Linked DNA regions of Mus musculus: regions 2 and 3 are each linked to region 1. Evidence: chromatin contacts called from public HiCAR-type and promoter capture Hi-C data. All regions are on one chromosome and are shown on one strand. The core of a region is the stretch at or near the end of the contact, and the rest is flanking DNA. Distances in the headings are between cores, read along the strand shown. Region 1 holds the start of Prkaa2 (protein kinase, AMP-activated, alpha 2 catalytic subunit). Region 2 has its middle 12 kb from the start of Gm12724. Region 3 holds the start of Usp24 (ubiquitin specific peptidase 24).

Region 1 (4,822 bases), core at 758-3,257:
TGTATGTTTACTAGGTCTCAGGAAACAAGTTGTGTCATACCCAGTTCCCGGTTCACTCTTTACATACAAACAGCGTGACTTGAGGCTTCACGTTCGAGGCATGTGACTATGAAACTCTATCGGCATGCACAGTGTCACAGATGTTTGACTAACCTTTAATAATTTATCCCCAAACAGCAAATAATCCCTTTTCTTTGTGTTTCTAAATTATTTTTTTATGGGAAAAGCTGCAAGTATTTATGTTTTTTTTTTTTTAAGTATTTATGTTTTGAAGCACGTTTGTATGAGTGCAGGGAACTGCTAAATGGAAGTCACATGAGTCTTCATATTTCTGTATAGGAAGCAAATAATCTTCAGCTATGGCAAGGTCGGCTAACATTAAGTAAAGGGAGGGGAAGAGTGAGGGGAGCCGGGAGGAAGAGATTGCTTGCTCATAAGTGATTTGCCCACTGGTAACACTCTGGGCATGCTTTGGATTCCCTTTTATTATTATTATTATTATTTTTTACTTCCATCCTCAATACACTCATTTCTTTAATGTGTTTTTACATCATTTTGTTTCCCACAATTCTTTGATCCCTTCTGTGTTTTGTCTATGTTCTACATTTACCTGCACATGTAAATTATTTCCTATTTCTTTTAGTATTTCTCCCTTGTCCCGTATATAATGCATATCTACACACATGTATGCAAGTGCTGAAATATACTTAGGGCTGTGTCTATGATTTATTGGGAAATTTTGTTCAAATGAGTTAGAATTGAGAGTCCTGAAGAGAATGTCTTTTATCTCTATAACACGATTGTCTATATAACTGAATGAAGAAAAGAAATAAAAGGAGACCATAACTGCTCCTGGGTATGGTGGATGTGCTGGCTTGTCATATGGCAACTTGACACAAGGTCATCTGAAAGGAGGGAACCTCAACTGAGAAAATCCAGCTGTAAGGCTTAATTAGTGATTGGTGGGGAAGGGCCCATTGCGGGTGGTTCCATCCTTGCGCTGGTGGTCCTGGGGTCTGTAGGAAAACAGGCTGGACCAGCCCTGATGAGCCAACCAGTATGCAGCAACCCCTCCCCAACCCCCCATGGCCTCCGCATCAGCTCTTGCCTCCAGGTTCCATGCATTGAGTTCCTGTCCTGACTTCCTTCAATGATGAACAGTGCGGTGGAGGTGTAAAAAATAAACCCTGCCCTCCCCAACTTGCTTTCTGGTTATGGTGTTTTATCGCAACAATAAAAGCTTTAACTAACACAATGAGGAAGGCCTGTTATAGATAAAATGAACATACAGGCAGAAGCAGAGGCAGAGACACATGGTCAGACTCAGCAGGGCCATGTGAGGAGAGAGAGGGAGGGAGAGCAAGAGAGGAGCCAAGCCTAAGAGGGGTGGGTGGCCTGGGCTAAGAAACTGGCACAGCCAAAATGGCTGAATTATCTAGGGATCAGAGGACCTGAGGGAAGGGGCAGCTCAGTCCCCGGGCTGGAGAGTTCAGGGTAGGGGTCAGGGTATGCCAGGCAGGAGGACCCTATACCAGGTGGGGACTAAGGGATGCTGAGAGAACCAGCGTCACGTCACCTTTGCTATGTTAATGCTAGGCGTCTCCGTTGGCAGTTTGTCTGGGGGTTGAGACCTAACAATAACACGACCAGGAACTACAAAACAATGGGACGCCATCTGAAGAGGGTACGGACTAGAACGTTCCCAGACAAACAAACCTTGGCTAGGGGGAGCGTGCCAGGGGCTAGGGGCGGGCCGCCCTCTCCAGCGCCTTGCCCTCTGGTCCCGAGGCATGGCTCACGGTCTACACCCCGTCACCCCCACTTCTCCTCAGATTCTCCTTCCATCTCGGTCGCGCTCAGATTCATCCCTTCCATCTTCACCGCCCTGGGCTTTTCTCGGGACGCCTCGGCTCTGCTCCCCCAGCCTGCGTCCACACGCGCCGGGCTGCGCTCTCCCCACCGCGCCCCGGGCGTCCCCGTCCCGCCCCCCGGGCCCGCTGCACTGTGGGTAGGCGGCGGCGGCGGCGGTGGCGGCGGTAGCGGCGGCGGCAGCGGTAGCGGCGGCGGCGCTCAGAGCCCGCGGCAGGGGGAGCCCGTGCGCCGAACATGGCTGAGAAGCAGAAGCACGACGGGCGGGTGAAGATCGGACACTACGTCCTGGGGGACACCCTGGGCGTCGGCACCTTCGGCAAAGTGAAGAGTGAGTGCAGCGGCGCGGGCGGGCGGGCAGGCGCGAGCGAGGCCGGGTGGCAGGTGGAGCGCTCGCGGGCGAGCCCGGGGCACAAGCACCTGGAGCCGCAGCCCGGGCGTGGGTCCGGGGGGACCAGCGGTTATGGGGTGTGCCTTGGCGGGGGGTGCCTCCGAGCGCCCTGTCTTTTCTCTATGCCTCAGCTCGCTTGTCTGCAGAATTGGGCGATTGGCCCAGTCCGAAGGGCCCCGAAGCGTGGGGAGGATGGGGGAGTCACGGCGCCCGCCGCGAATTGGGAGGGGGTCTCCCACTGGTGCCAAGTGCTCTGCGTGGAGCCTCATCTGTGGTCACACTTAATCCTTAACGTGGCACCGGCCGGGTGCGGTCCTCACCTTAAAGGTGAGAGAACTCGAGCTCCAAGGCTTCAGAGACACGCCCAAGGTCACAGAGAATTGGCAGATTCAGGGTGAGGTCTAAGATGTCCTCCAATTTTGGCCTTGCTGATGAGGTCCCTGCCTTTCCCAGATTCTTCCCTGTCCCAGTCCTTTGATGGTGGAGTTGACCAGGGGCATGCCCATAGCAGAGAGGTGCCAAGTCCCTCTGCTGGGTGTGTGAAAACGCTGGAATGCAGCGGGTTGGACAGAGAATTTAGGAGAACCCCTAGCTCTGTAGGTTGATTGGTTCAAGGAAGGATTCTGTGGTCAGGGTCTGGGAGAAAATGTTGCTTGGTGATCGACTTTGGGTCCCCAAGAGGTCAGACTTGCTTAGGCAAGGGGTATGTTTGTTGGTGAAGGGACTGCTTTGGGGGTTTTGGAAAAAAACTGGTTGCTTTTGAAATGTCACACTGCACTAAACTAGTTAAGTATTAAACTTTGCTTTGCTTTCTTATTAGTTAATAAGAGTCACATGGGGTTTGATTACCCGTCCTTTTAACAGAACTACAGCTCTTGTTAAAAAAAATACTTGGTAGCAAGTTGGGAATTAAAAGTGAAACATTAGCCTTTTGTTGTTGTTGAATAAATATCGGGTAAGCAGTCTGGGGATTTTATGCTGAGGCTTATTTTCTACATTTTAACCTCCAGTGAAGGTTTGAATAGAAGGGAGAGACTCCTCATTCCTGCGAGGATTAACTCCTCTTGGTGTATCTAATACCGGTTTGTACAACTAGAAAACACTGAATGCTCTCACCACATGCGGGGAACTGTTCTGGGCAACGGAGTTCTAGGAAAGAGCAAAACCTGAGCTCTCCTGGGACTTACTCGCTATGAGGGAAAGACAATCAGAATACATGTGAAAAGTATATGGCCCCCTCCTATTGAGAAAGGAGAACAGGGGAAGGAAGGATGGAGCCTTTTGTGAGGTTGGCAGATTATATTAAGGTGCCACGTGGCCTCACGGAGTGGGTATTTTTGTAAAGACCTAAAATGTTTGTAAAATTCTTTGAAGTCTTGTGAAGTTGGGATCTTGTAAGAGTTGTGGATAGTTGGGAGATGATAATGATAGAGATTAGATAATGATGTTGCCACCATCTTTGCAGAGAACTGCTTTGCTGTGGCATTGCAAAGTTATGCAAACGGCTGCTTTGCCATTTAGGGTAAGTTATATAACTTAGCCTATATGCTTTCATGTTCTGCTAAGTGCTTTTGTTTGCGCTTGCTTTTTTTTTTTTCCTCTTGATGTAGAGTGGAATACCCGATCTGATTTCTCAGGCCATTGTCAAGGGATAGTTCGAAAATATTTGGTTATAGTCTCTGTCTGCTTCTAAGCGCCAGCTTCCTAAAATATAAATGGAGCAGAAGGGACCTTTGGCTTATGAGAAAAATCTTTTTCCTGGAGAACCCTGCTGGAACGAGCTGTTTGGATTTCTCCTGACCATTTTATCTTCCCTAAAGAGATATTCCCTATGTGGTGTGATAGTTACTATTAATTGTCAAATGCACACAAGGAAGAAACACCTAGGAAGGGAAGCTTAATGAAGAATTATTTAGATCCAGTTAGCTTCTGCGCATGCTCAAGTGGGAAGCCCTCCCCCATTCTGGGCAGTACTGTTCCCTGAGTTTGGGTCCTGCGCTCTGTTAAGTATAGAGGGATGGGCGAGCATGATGAGCAGGCCTGCCTGCATGTGTTCTCTCTCTCTGCTGGTGACCGAGGATGTGCTTCACGTTCCTGCCTTGACTTCCCTCAAACGGACTGTAGCCTGGAAACTGAATTAAAATAAACCCTTTCTTCCCTAAGTCACTTTTAGTTGGGGTGTTTTATGACAGAAATTAAGCTAGGTCAAGTGGGTTTGTAATCAATACAGCTGTAGTTGTTAAGTCAAGGGGCTGGTGAAACAAAGTATATGCGTATTAAGAATACATTTTAGGGCTGGAGAGATGGCCCAGTGGTTAAGAGCACAAACTGCTCTTCCAGAGGTCCTGAGTTCAATTCCCAGCAACCACATGGTGGCTCACAACCATGTAATGGGATCTGTTGCCCTCTTTTGGTGTGTCTGAAGACAGCTACAGCTCATATACATAAAACAAGTAAATCCTAAAACTTAAAAAAAAGAGTACATTTTAATTTATTATTTGACATTTCATACAATGTGCTTTAATCAGAGTCCCTGCCCTTTCTCTTTCCAACTCCTTTAAT
Region 2 (4,620 bases), core at 1,041-3,540, 1.1 Mb before region 1:
CACAAGTCACTGTACCCGGTAACAGCCAAGCAAGCTTGCATTTGCTAAAGAGCCTCACGCAAACTGCACTTGTTTCCAGCTCTGCCGTGGCTCCGCCAACGAGGCTCTTTAAATGGAAGATGCTAAAGGGAGTTTGCATGGCCCTGTGTCCCCTTCTCTACTAATGAATGACACTGAGGAGAATTTAGAAGGTTTGTCTCAATCTGGCAGATCACTCACTGGGGCTAGCAAGCAGTGACAGGTGAATGTCAGTATGTATGTTATCCATTTTCCCATCTCTGTATCCCCAGTCAGCCCCCAACTCTTTCTGCAGTTGTAATTGTAATTGTCAGGGTTCTCTGGAGGAATGGAACAAGTAGGATGAAAAAAAACGCGAATTCGTGAAGTCAGTTTTAAAATAATAGCACCAGCAGACATATGCTACAGAGCTGAAAATGCAGTCCGTGAGGCTCGTGCCTCAGCAGTTGGAGTAGCCCCACAGAGGCTGCTCAGACTAAAAGGCTGGGTACCTCAGGGGTCCCTAATCTGGTTCTGGAAACGCAAAAGGTTTCTGGAGAACCGCTGGTCCCTTGTCTGTAGTAAGAGCTTGCAGACTCGGGTTCTGAGAAGACAAAAGAATCATCTCCAACAACAGGCAAATTTACTCAGCGCAGGAGGGGAGGCCAAGGAGCAAAAGGTGGGCCGCTCTTCCTTCTGCCACGCCCCTTTACCCAGGATGCTCCGGGAAGATGCACACACTGGAGCGGGTTTTCCCATCATTCAAGGCAATCTGGATTTTGGCTTCCTACTCAAGGTGATTCTAATGTAGAAGGCGACATTAAAACCAACCATAATAAAAAATTCAAACTACTACCCTATTGAGTGCTTTACATGGGTTGTATATTAATTCTCTTAACCCAGAGACTTTTGGTCATCTGTGTTTTACTGATGAGAAACTTGGCACAGAGGGGGCGAGTTATGAGCCTCGCAGCACACAGCTGCTAGTTGGGGCTAGTCTCTTTTCTAGCGTTCATAGCCTAGTCTAGACGCGTTCTGAGTAGAGTTTGTCCTACCTTAGGCATTTTTAAATCCTCAGGACCAAAGGGACTTCTGACGGTGTCTGCTGTGTTGTTGAACTGTTAGGCATAGACTTAATTGGGAAGTTTGAAAATGCCGCTCTTGCCTGGTATCAGCCTCAGCTCTGTCTTCTGGCCTGAGCCTATGCTGTCTCTGTCTCCTGGCCAGCAGGTAAAGACCCTTCATTCTTCCCCCAGCTGCAGCCCTTATGCCTCATTCTGCTATTGGGCACCAGGGGGTGCTGTTGGCTAGACTAAGAAGTAGCGATTCTCCTAGCTTAGGTTTGATGTTTTTGTTTTGTTTTCAAAATTTTCATGTGTGTTTCTTCCTAAGAACTCGGTGGAGGGCTGTGGAGAGGGACAGTGACCTGAGGCTTGAGCTAGACGTCCCTGGATCTTTGCGTGTTAATCAATGCTGTTGAAGCGGGAAGGCCAATCTTTGGAGAGTCTGAACTTCCTCTTCTTTTGGGGTGTGTGTGTGTGTGTGTGTGTGTGTGTGTACGCGCGCGATGTATGTATTTGTGTGTGCAAGTGGCGTGCTTGTACTCACATGTGGAGGCTCTAGGAGGACATTAGATGTCTGACCTTATGTTTTCTCACTGTGTTCAGAGAAGGTTGCTCACAGTACCTGGAGCTAGGCTGTGAGCCATGAACCCCAGAGAGCCTCTGGTCTCCACCCCACATAGTACTTGGGCTCTAGCTACAGTTTTTAAAAAACATGGATGGTGAGGATTTAAACTTGAGCCCTCCTGCTTATGCTCAGCACTTTCTGTCTAATCACCTTTCATCAGCATTTTGTCCTTGTTCTGGAGGGAGGTGTTCAAAAGCAATCATAAAAGGCAAGGTGTGCTAGCTAGAATAACGGGTTCCCAGGAACCCCCTACTTAGTACTTGGGATGTGAGAATATGAGATCTTAAGGATCTGGCCTATCCCAGCAGAGCTATAAGCAACCACAAAGGTCTTTACCAGCTGGATGAGGGAGGGAGGTTAGGTGAAGGGATGGGAGCATGGAGGCAGGAGGGAGGCAGGGGGCAACAGGCAGGGTCCCAGTAGCATGTGAAGATGTTGTACTCCTGGCTGGCAGGATAGAGGCCATGGATGACGGAAAGAAGATCCAGGCTTCAGAAAGAGGGAAACTGATTTCTTCCTAGCATTTTCAGAGACGCTAATGCCTTGAGTCAGCCTAGGAAAGTTAATTTTGGACTTAGGGCCTCTTGAGTAGTGAGATCATACATTCATAATTTTAGATGCTTTACCACTGAATGTACAGTGATTTGTTCTAGCAGCCATGGGCAACTGACACACGAGGAGAATCTGAAACTGCATCTGCCTCTGGTAGCCATCTGGTTTACCTTAGGGCCATCCCCATGAATACCCTCATTGTCAAGTGTGATGTTTGAATATGCTTGGCCTGGGAAGTGGCACTATTAGGTGTGACCTTGTTGGAGTAGGTGTGTCACTGTGGGTATGGGCTTTAAGGCCCTCATTCTAGCTGCCTGGAAGCCAGTCTTCTCCTAGCTGCCTTCAGAACAAGAGGTGGAACTCTCAGCTTCTCCAGCCCCAGGCCTGCCTGGATGCTGCCTTGCTCCCACCTTGATGATAATGGACTGAACCTCTGAACCTGTAAGCCAGCCCTGATTAAATGTTGTCCTTTATAAGAGTTGCCTTGGTCATGGTGTCTGTTCACAGCAGTAAAACCCTAAGACACCATGCTACGTTCGTACACTGGGATGGCCCAAGGAGTTCTAAGGAAAATCAGTGGGAAAAAGATTCTCCCTACCTGGTAAAAAAAGGAAAACACGAAATGGGAGCTTCTCTCTCTACCTTGATTCTCCCCCAAACAGTCCCCTCAAATTTACTCTAGACCTGCTCTTGGAAAACGTGATCTCTAGAGGTGCAGTGGGTCGTGGGACTACAAGTCCAGACATCATACTTTCAACCATCCTTATGACTTGAAAGCACTCATAGGTCAGCCCAATATGGCTCTTAACACTAATGTCTCACTTCACCTTCTAAAACATGTTCCTAGTTACACAGTTTCCTCCACAGAACCACATTAAAACAACAACTATTTACTGAATGCTCCAGGGTCCAGGCTGAGCATGAAGACAGGAATTAAGCAACCCTGCCCTGGAGGCTTCATGCTCTGTGCTAATTGGGTCTTCGTGGGTTGTAAGTGCCAGAAACCCATTTTTTTTTCAGTGATGCTGTAAGAGTTGATACAGGAAACAAATTTAAGGTCCTGAGCATGGTTCTTAGTAAATGCTATTCGGTTGCAATCATCAGGGGACATGCAAATGTAAGGATTTCACATGGTTTTCATCCTCACAAAGAACCTGAAACTAACAAGACCACAATGACTACATTCTGCTTAAACATTAGCAAGAAGAGCCCCAGATTAGGAATTATTCTCTTGGTAGCACCAACAATCCTTGGCAGGGTGGTGACAAGACCTTGGGAAGGTTTCCCATATCTGCTGTGGCCCCGTCTTTACTGGGACACAGATTGTGGGATGACAGAAAGGTAAGATCTCTTGGAGATCCTCTAACTCGGCTTTAGGCTTTGCTTTCTTCACGGTCCTGAGGATATTTGTCTGTGGAGCTGTGTTGTGCCTTTATCCTGAGATGGTGTTCTGACTTGTCCGCCATGTCTGCATAGCTTCCTGATGGTATCTTTTCATCAGCAATATGTGTGGTATGCTCTTGCTATATACTTCATCTTGGCATTCTCTCATGTAGCCAATAAGGAAACTGAATTTCTTTGCATAGAACTAACTGAATGCCACACATTGAACCAGATACATTAAATGGGATAGTGTTTTTTTCTTATTTGCAGACTAGTTCCCAAGTTCAAAGATTGTGCTAGATATTTTAGCCCCAATTTCTTTTAATTTTTTACATTAATTAGTTAATTAGTCTCTCTCTCTCTCTCTCTCTCTCTCTCTCTCTCTCTCTCTCTCTCTCTCTGTGTGTGTGTGTGTGTGTGTGTGTGTGTGTGTGTGTGTATGCACATACTGTGGCACAGAAATAAAGGTCAAAGGACCCCTTATGGGAATTAGTTCTTTCCTTCCACATGTGGGTTTTGGGATGGAACTCAAGGTACAGGCCTGGCAGCAAGTACCCTTACCTACTGGGCCATCGTCTCAGCTTCTCTTTCTTCCCTTGTAGGCTTTTCATTGCTTAAATGGAATTCTAGAAGCAATCTAGAACAATAAAGGCTGTAGTTTCTAGGCTCAGCTAGGTGCTTGTGATTACAGATGAATCCCATCATAGACTGCTTCCCCTAGCTCAACAAAACAGAGCAGGTGAAGCACTGTGAATATCCTTAACTGAAAGTTGTCAAAGGAATGCCAGTCAGCAGTGAAAATGGGGGAAACAGGCTGGCAGAAGATACTCTACGACCCGGGCAGGCTGCTTGTGTTGGTAAATGGGGGTCTCAGTGCATGGTTGTTAGGGAAGAAGATTGGCTGGACTTTGAATTTTTTTTTTAGAAATAAAACAAAGGAAGGAGACATTTTAGCAGGCAGGCTGCAGAGCCAAGGCTCTTCTGTGTGTGTGATCTGGC
Region 3 (4,323 bases), core at 740-3,239, 1.2 Mb before region 1:
CTTCTACCTGGAGTATGTAGACCAACACCAGACTGAGAAACTGCTGCAAACACAGTTACCACACAGAACACTGCTCAGGGGGAAAAAAAAAAAAGAAATCAGGTGTCTTAGAAATTACCCAAATTAATTTCTCTAAAAACACAAGCCCACTTACTAATTTGAGATCTGTGCTGTTCTGTAGCCAGGCTAAGCCAAGCTGCTATCTTCGACCCTAAAATACACTATCCGAAGAAAAGTACAAAAATTTCTGCCACGGGCTGCCATTTTCCTGCAAATTAATCACCAGCGCTCTGGCTTCTGGGTGATTCTTCCTTGTTTTGGCAGGCTTGCCAGCCTCTCCCATGTTCTTTGCTCACACGGTAAACCAAACACTAAAAAGATCTTACTTAAGATCTGAGGGATCTGGCTGTACGTACTAGACTCCCTTCTCTAGACTCCAGTCCCATTTCTTCTCCCTAGTCTATGCCGCCCTCCCACCCCCGCCTCCATGTTAACCTCTCTGAGGCTACACCCCTCTCCTCGGGCTAATTTCTCTTCAGTGACCCTACTCCCCTCATCCAGGCCGTGTCCCAGCTTCGACCTCCCATTCCTGATCTCATCGCCGCCAGCTTCGACCTCCCATTCCTGATCTCATCGCCGTCTGGCCCTTCCTTTGCTCCTACTCCTTGCCCAGGCTTCTCACTCATTCCTTATCTCAGTCCCATTCCACTACTTGTCCTAATACCTGACCTTAGTCAAGCCCATCCTTACAACCCAGACATTAAAACAGCCAAACCTGCTCCTCTGCCTTATACTCATTCCTATCATTCCTGGTCCTGTCTAGGCCCTTCCTCATTTTAGACCCTGTCCTCTTCCAACGGTTGGCTTAAAAACCTAAACCCTTCTTCTAACCCCACTGGTCCTCCTGTCTGACCCGGCAAAGGCCTTCACTCTGGCAGGCCTATAGCGAGCACTATTTCTGACTCTGAACTGGTACTTATCCCAATCCTTCACTGAAATCTAGTGTCACAAATACTCTGGTCCACTGGGACCTCAGTTTTGACACCTGATATTCATGTCCTTCCCATTTCCCAAGCCACGCGGATTTGGAAATGTGGGCCCTCCTCCCCATCCCTCCCGGGATTCCTGCCCACCGCATAGACTCAGCAGGTAGCCTATGGAGACCCCGCCACGGCCCAGAACTGTATACCTAACTCCACGCGGGAATATTCCTCCCCCAAGGCCCTTCTCTCCATAGGACCCCAGTCTAGTGACCCCGATCTCGGACCAGAACTGGTGTTCTATTATCTCGGTGCCCCGAGTTTCATTACAGCCCCCGCCCAAAAGTCCCGCTGCGAGCCGGGCTGGCAACGCTCCCTGTCCTCGGGACTCCAGCGCGGCGGCCTCTCCCGTGAGGTCAGGGCAACCCCACTCACCTCCGCGTCCACCACCTCGTGGTAGGCGGGCGGGGGATCGAAGCCGCCACCACCTCCGGTGCTCCCGCCGCGGGAAGGCCCGCTGCCGTCGCTGCCGCTGTCGCCCCGTGGGCCGCCGCCCGGCCCCGGACTGGGGCCGCCGCTATCCATGGGCTCGTAGCCACCGTAGTCGAGGCCGGGCCGCTCGTTGGTGAGCAGCGCCACGGCCTCGTTGATGTCGTTCTTGGCCAGGCGCAGGGCCTTGCGGATGGTGGCCGGGTCCGAGAAGCCCATGCACAGCAGCGTGGTCATGTGCTGCTCCTCCTCCGATTCCATGGCTCCGGCCTCGGAGTCGCGCCGGCCGGCGTGCGGCGAAGCTGCGGCTCCCGGGCCTGGCGGGCCGTGCCGCGCTGCCTCGGCCCCGGCTCCGTCCCCGGCAGGGCCCCTGAGCTCCCGCCCCGCGCGTTCCGAGGCCGCCGGGCCAGGGTTAGGTGCGCGCGTGGGCGCAGCGAGCCGAGCTGGGGTGGTGGGGCGCTCAGGCGCGGCCGGCCGGCCCAGCCCTGCGCGCCGCCATGTTGGCCTGCTCCTCCTCTTCGCGGGGCCGCGCCTCCGCTCCCGGAAGCAGCCCCGGCGGCGCTCGGGCCGCCGTCCCCGGGCTCGGGCGGCGCGGAGCTGTGGGTGTGCGGACGCGTGTGTGTTTCTCCCAGGCCGGGGCCAGGGAGGGGCGTGCGCCGAACGTGTCTGAGGTGAGAGGCCGCGGAGCGCAGAGAGAGCACGAGAGTCCTCCGCCTGCGCCTCCCGCCCACCCCTTCCCCCGGCAACAGGTTCCCTCTGGGACGGGAGGGGCAGGCGCCGAGCGGCTCGCTGCCGGTGTCGCTGAGGTCCCCGGGCGCCCGGGCCTCGGTGCCCTGACGACACTCGTGTCCCATCGCAGGTGACTCTTCCCGCCGCCCCCGGAACCCTGCTTGGTTCTCCTGAAGTGTCCTGCGGTCCGAGGAAAGTGACCCTACGCGCCGCTGAAGCCCTCCTCGCCGCCCACAGACGGGTGCCCAGATCCGCAGGACGAGCATCCCCGCACACCCTCGCCCTCGACCCTCCAGCCTTCTCTAGAGACCCCTAGACCTTGAACTCCCACTCCCAACAACACTGACCACCTGTCCCACCAGGCCTGATAAACTTTACCATACTTTTCAGCCAGAACTGTATGACCGTCCTTCAGACACAGACACATGGAAATATTCTGGGTGTCTACTTCTATCCTGATTCTGACCACCAACCCATTTCTACTGAAGTCTTTGGCTCAGGGGTGAAGACTTTCCCCTCTGTTTCTGTCTTCCAGCGTTTGTTTAGCTTTTTGCCTTCTGTTCCCACCTCATTGGCGTTACCATGGCCAGTCCCCTTTGCCCCTTTTCCCGTTTCAGTGTCCTGATCTAGGTTTCTTCTCGGTTCTCTTCCCAAGATGCTGGTTCCTCTTCCTTCTCACATACTTGCTTATTAGTTCATCTGCTTTGGTCTTAATCCTGCTTTATTCTTGAACCCCCTCCCCACCCCCCAATCCACTAACCTTTCTTTTTCACACTGTTAAAACATTTCTGATGGCTTAACAATTGGACCTTCACATAGCCCAAATCTGAAATTACTGACAGCACTCAGAACTTTTCTCTGCATTCTCTGCCAGCATTTTTCCCCCTCAGATCCTGGTGGCTTCTTGCCTAATAATTTGATAGTTTGTAAACACCAGCTATTTGATTATTTACGGGGTGAATTTATCATTATATAGATATAGTTTCTATTATTCTTACTAAAGGCTAGTAATGGGTTTGATCACAAAGTAGACACCTGAATAAGAGGTAAGTTCTGGGGTGTCAATGAAATTTTAAGTACATATAATAGATAAAGACCAAAGTAGTCTAAGTTGAAAGCATCCTGTCACAGAATATACACCAACACAATAGGTCAGGGCACCTGTAATCCCAGCCCTCCAGAAGCTGAGCCTGGGAGATCTCCAGTTCAAGAATAGCCTGAATTACGTATACATAGCAAGACCTTGCCACAGAACGACCAACTGTACCATTTACCAAGTCAGATACCGTTGATGCTGGCAATGCCATGGAGAACAAAAGGACCATTTAATGATGGAAAGCAAAATAAAAACATTCCATTTCTACCTTGGGTTTGCAGAGTTAAGCCAACAGCTAAACTACTAAATGAGTTAGCAACAACAAAAAATTGCTTGCTACTAAGATTGGATAGAACTGAAGAGGTAATGAGAGGAGAGCCAGCCCACTCAGATGGCACAAAAAAGGCTCATCAGCAGTGGCAGGTCTGCAGACCATGACAGAGGAAGCTGTGCTTAGCTGAGAGGAGGAAGCAGAGAAGGAAGCAGAGAAAAACAAGTCTGTGATGAGAACTGGAAAGGAGCCACAAAAAGCCTGCCCCCCAAAACTTGCCCTCCCCCACAAAAGCCTAACCCCAAAACCTACTCTCTCCCCACAAAAGCCTACCCCAAACCTACCCTCCCCCAACAAAAGCCTGTCCCCAACAATAGCCTCCCCCCAACAAAAGCCTACCCCCTTTCTCCTCCCCCCCCCACAAAAGCCTACTCCCCCGCCCCCCAAAAGGCCACTTTTGAATCAAATCCTGGAGCTACCAAAAAGTCATTTGAGTGTCATTTGAGGATGCAACAGCAATGCCAGGATTTTTTGCATTCCTTTTTAAAAGCAAACCTCGTTGAGTAAGCCGGGTGTGGTAGCTCATGCCTGTCCCTCCCAGCCCTTAGGCTGCGATAGGAGATTAAGAAGAGTTGTCAAGGTCATCTTCAGCTATGTAGTAAGTTTGAAAGCCATTCTGAGCTACAGGAGACCTAGTCCCAAAGAAAAATCTTGTTAAATTGGGGAAGTATAGATGTCTGTCTTATTCATGTTTTCAT

The links. Promoter capture Hi-C pulls out the DNA fragments that hold promoters and counts their contacts. HiCAR-type assays count read pairs that join an accessible place to other places.
Region 2: a promoter capture Hi-C map of hippocampal neurons shows a contact between it and region 1, with 15 times the contacts expected there. The contact joins the enhancer-like site here to the promoter of Prkaa2 in region 1. A contact is called at or near these places in 13 of 39 promoter capture datasets (the 3T3-L1 cell line, the C10 cell line, the HPC-7 cell line and 8 more), 1 of 15 datasets of contacts at CTCF or cohesin (the NIH/3T3 cell line), 1 of 484 Hi-C or Micro-C datasets (cortical neurons), 7 of 115 datasets of contacts at active chromatin or transcription factors (SST interneurons, differentiating embryonic stem cells, embryonic forebrain and 4 more) and 3 of 9 other capture datasets (adipose tissue, embryonic stem cells and embryonic trunk).
Region 3: a contact with region 1 is called in a HiCAR-type map of astrocytes, with 8 times the contacts expected there. The contact joins the promoter of Usp24 here to the promoter of Prkaa2 in region 1. A contact is called at or near these places in 14 of 39 promoter capture datasets (the 3T3-L1 cell line, 3T3-L1-derived adipocytes, the C10 cell line and 9 more), 1 of 484 Hi-C or Micro-C datasets (embryonic stem cells), 13 of 115 datasets of contacts at active chromatin or transcription factors (T-cell acute lymphoblastic leukemia, astrocytes, cardiomyocytes and 8 more) and 2 of 9 other capture datasets (adipose tissue and embryonic tail).

Annotation. Positions count from the first base shown.
Region 1 is chr4:105,107,083-105,111,904 of GRCm38.p6, reverse strand. Prkaa2 (protein kinase, AMP-activated, alpha 2 catalytic subunit) reads left to right here and starts at 2,007. Exons shown (of 9, transcript NM_178143.2): 1 at 2,007-2,200. The coding sequence starts at 2,107. It overlaps Gm36893 (a long non-coding RNA gene), which reads right to left and starts at 2,007. Exons shown (of 2, transcript XR_376484.4): 1 at 1,717-2,007.
Region 2 is chr4:106,222,336-106,226,955 of GRCm38.p6, reverse strand. No RefSeq gene overlaps it. Among named protein-coding and RNA genes, the nearest start is that of Gm12724, 12 kb to the left of the region's middle. Within about 2 kb of position 2,290, at least 19 of the 459 cell types and tissues checked have an H3K27ac peak or open chromatin away from gene starts, as enhancers often do. A contact at or near this core is called in adipose tissue, where this site is marked.
Region 3 is chr4:106,313,879-106,318,201 of GRCm38.p6, reverse strand. Usp24 (ubiquitin specific peptidase 24) reads right to left here and starts at 1,989. Exons shown (of 68, transcript NM_183225.2): 1 at 1,416-1,989. The coding sequence starts at 1,730.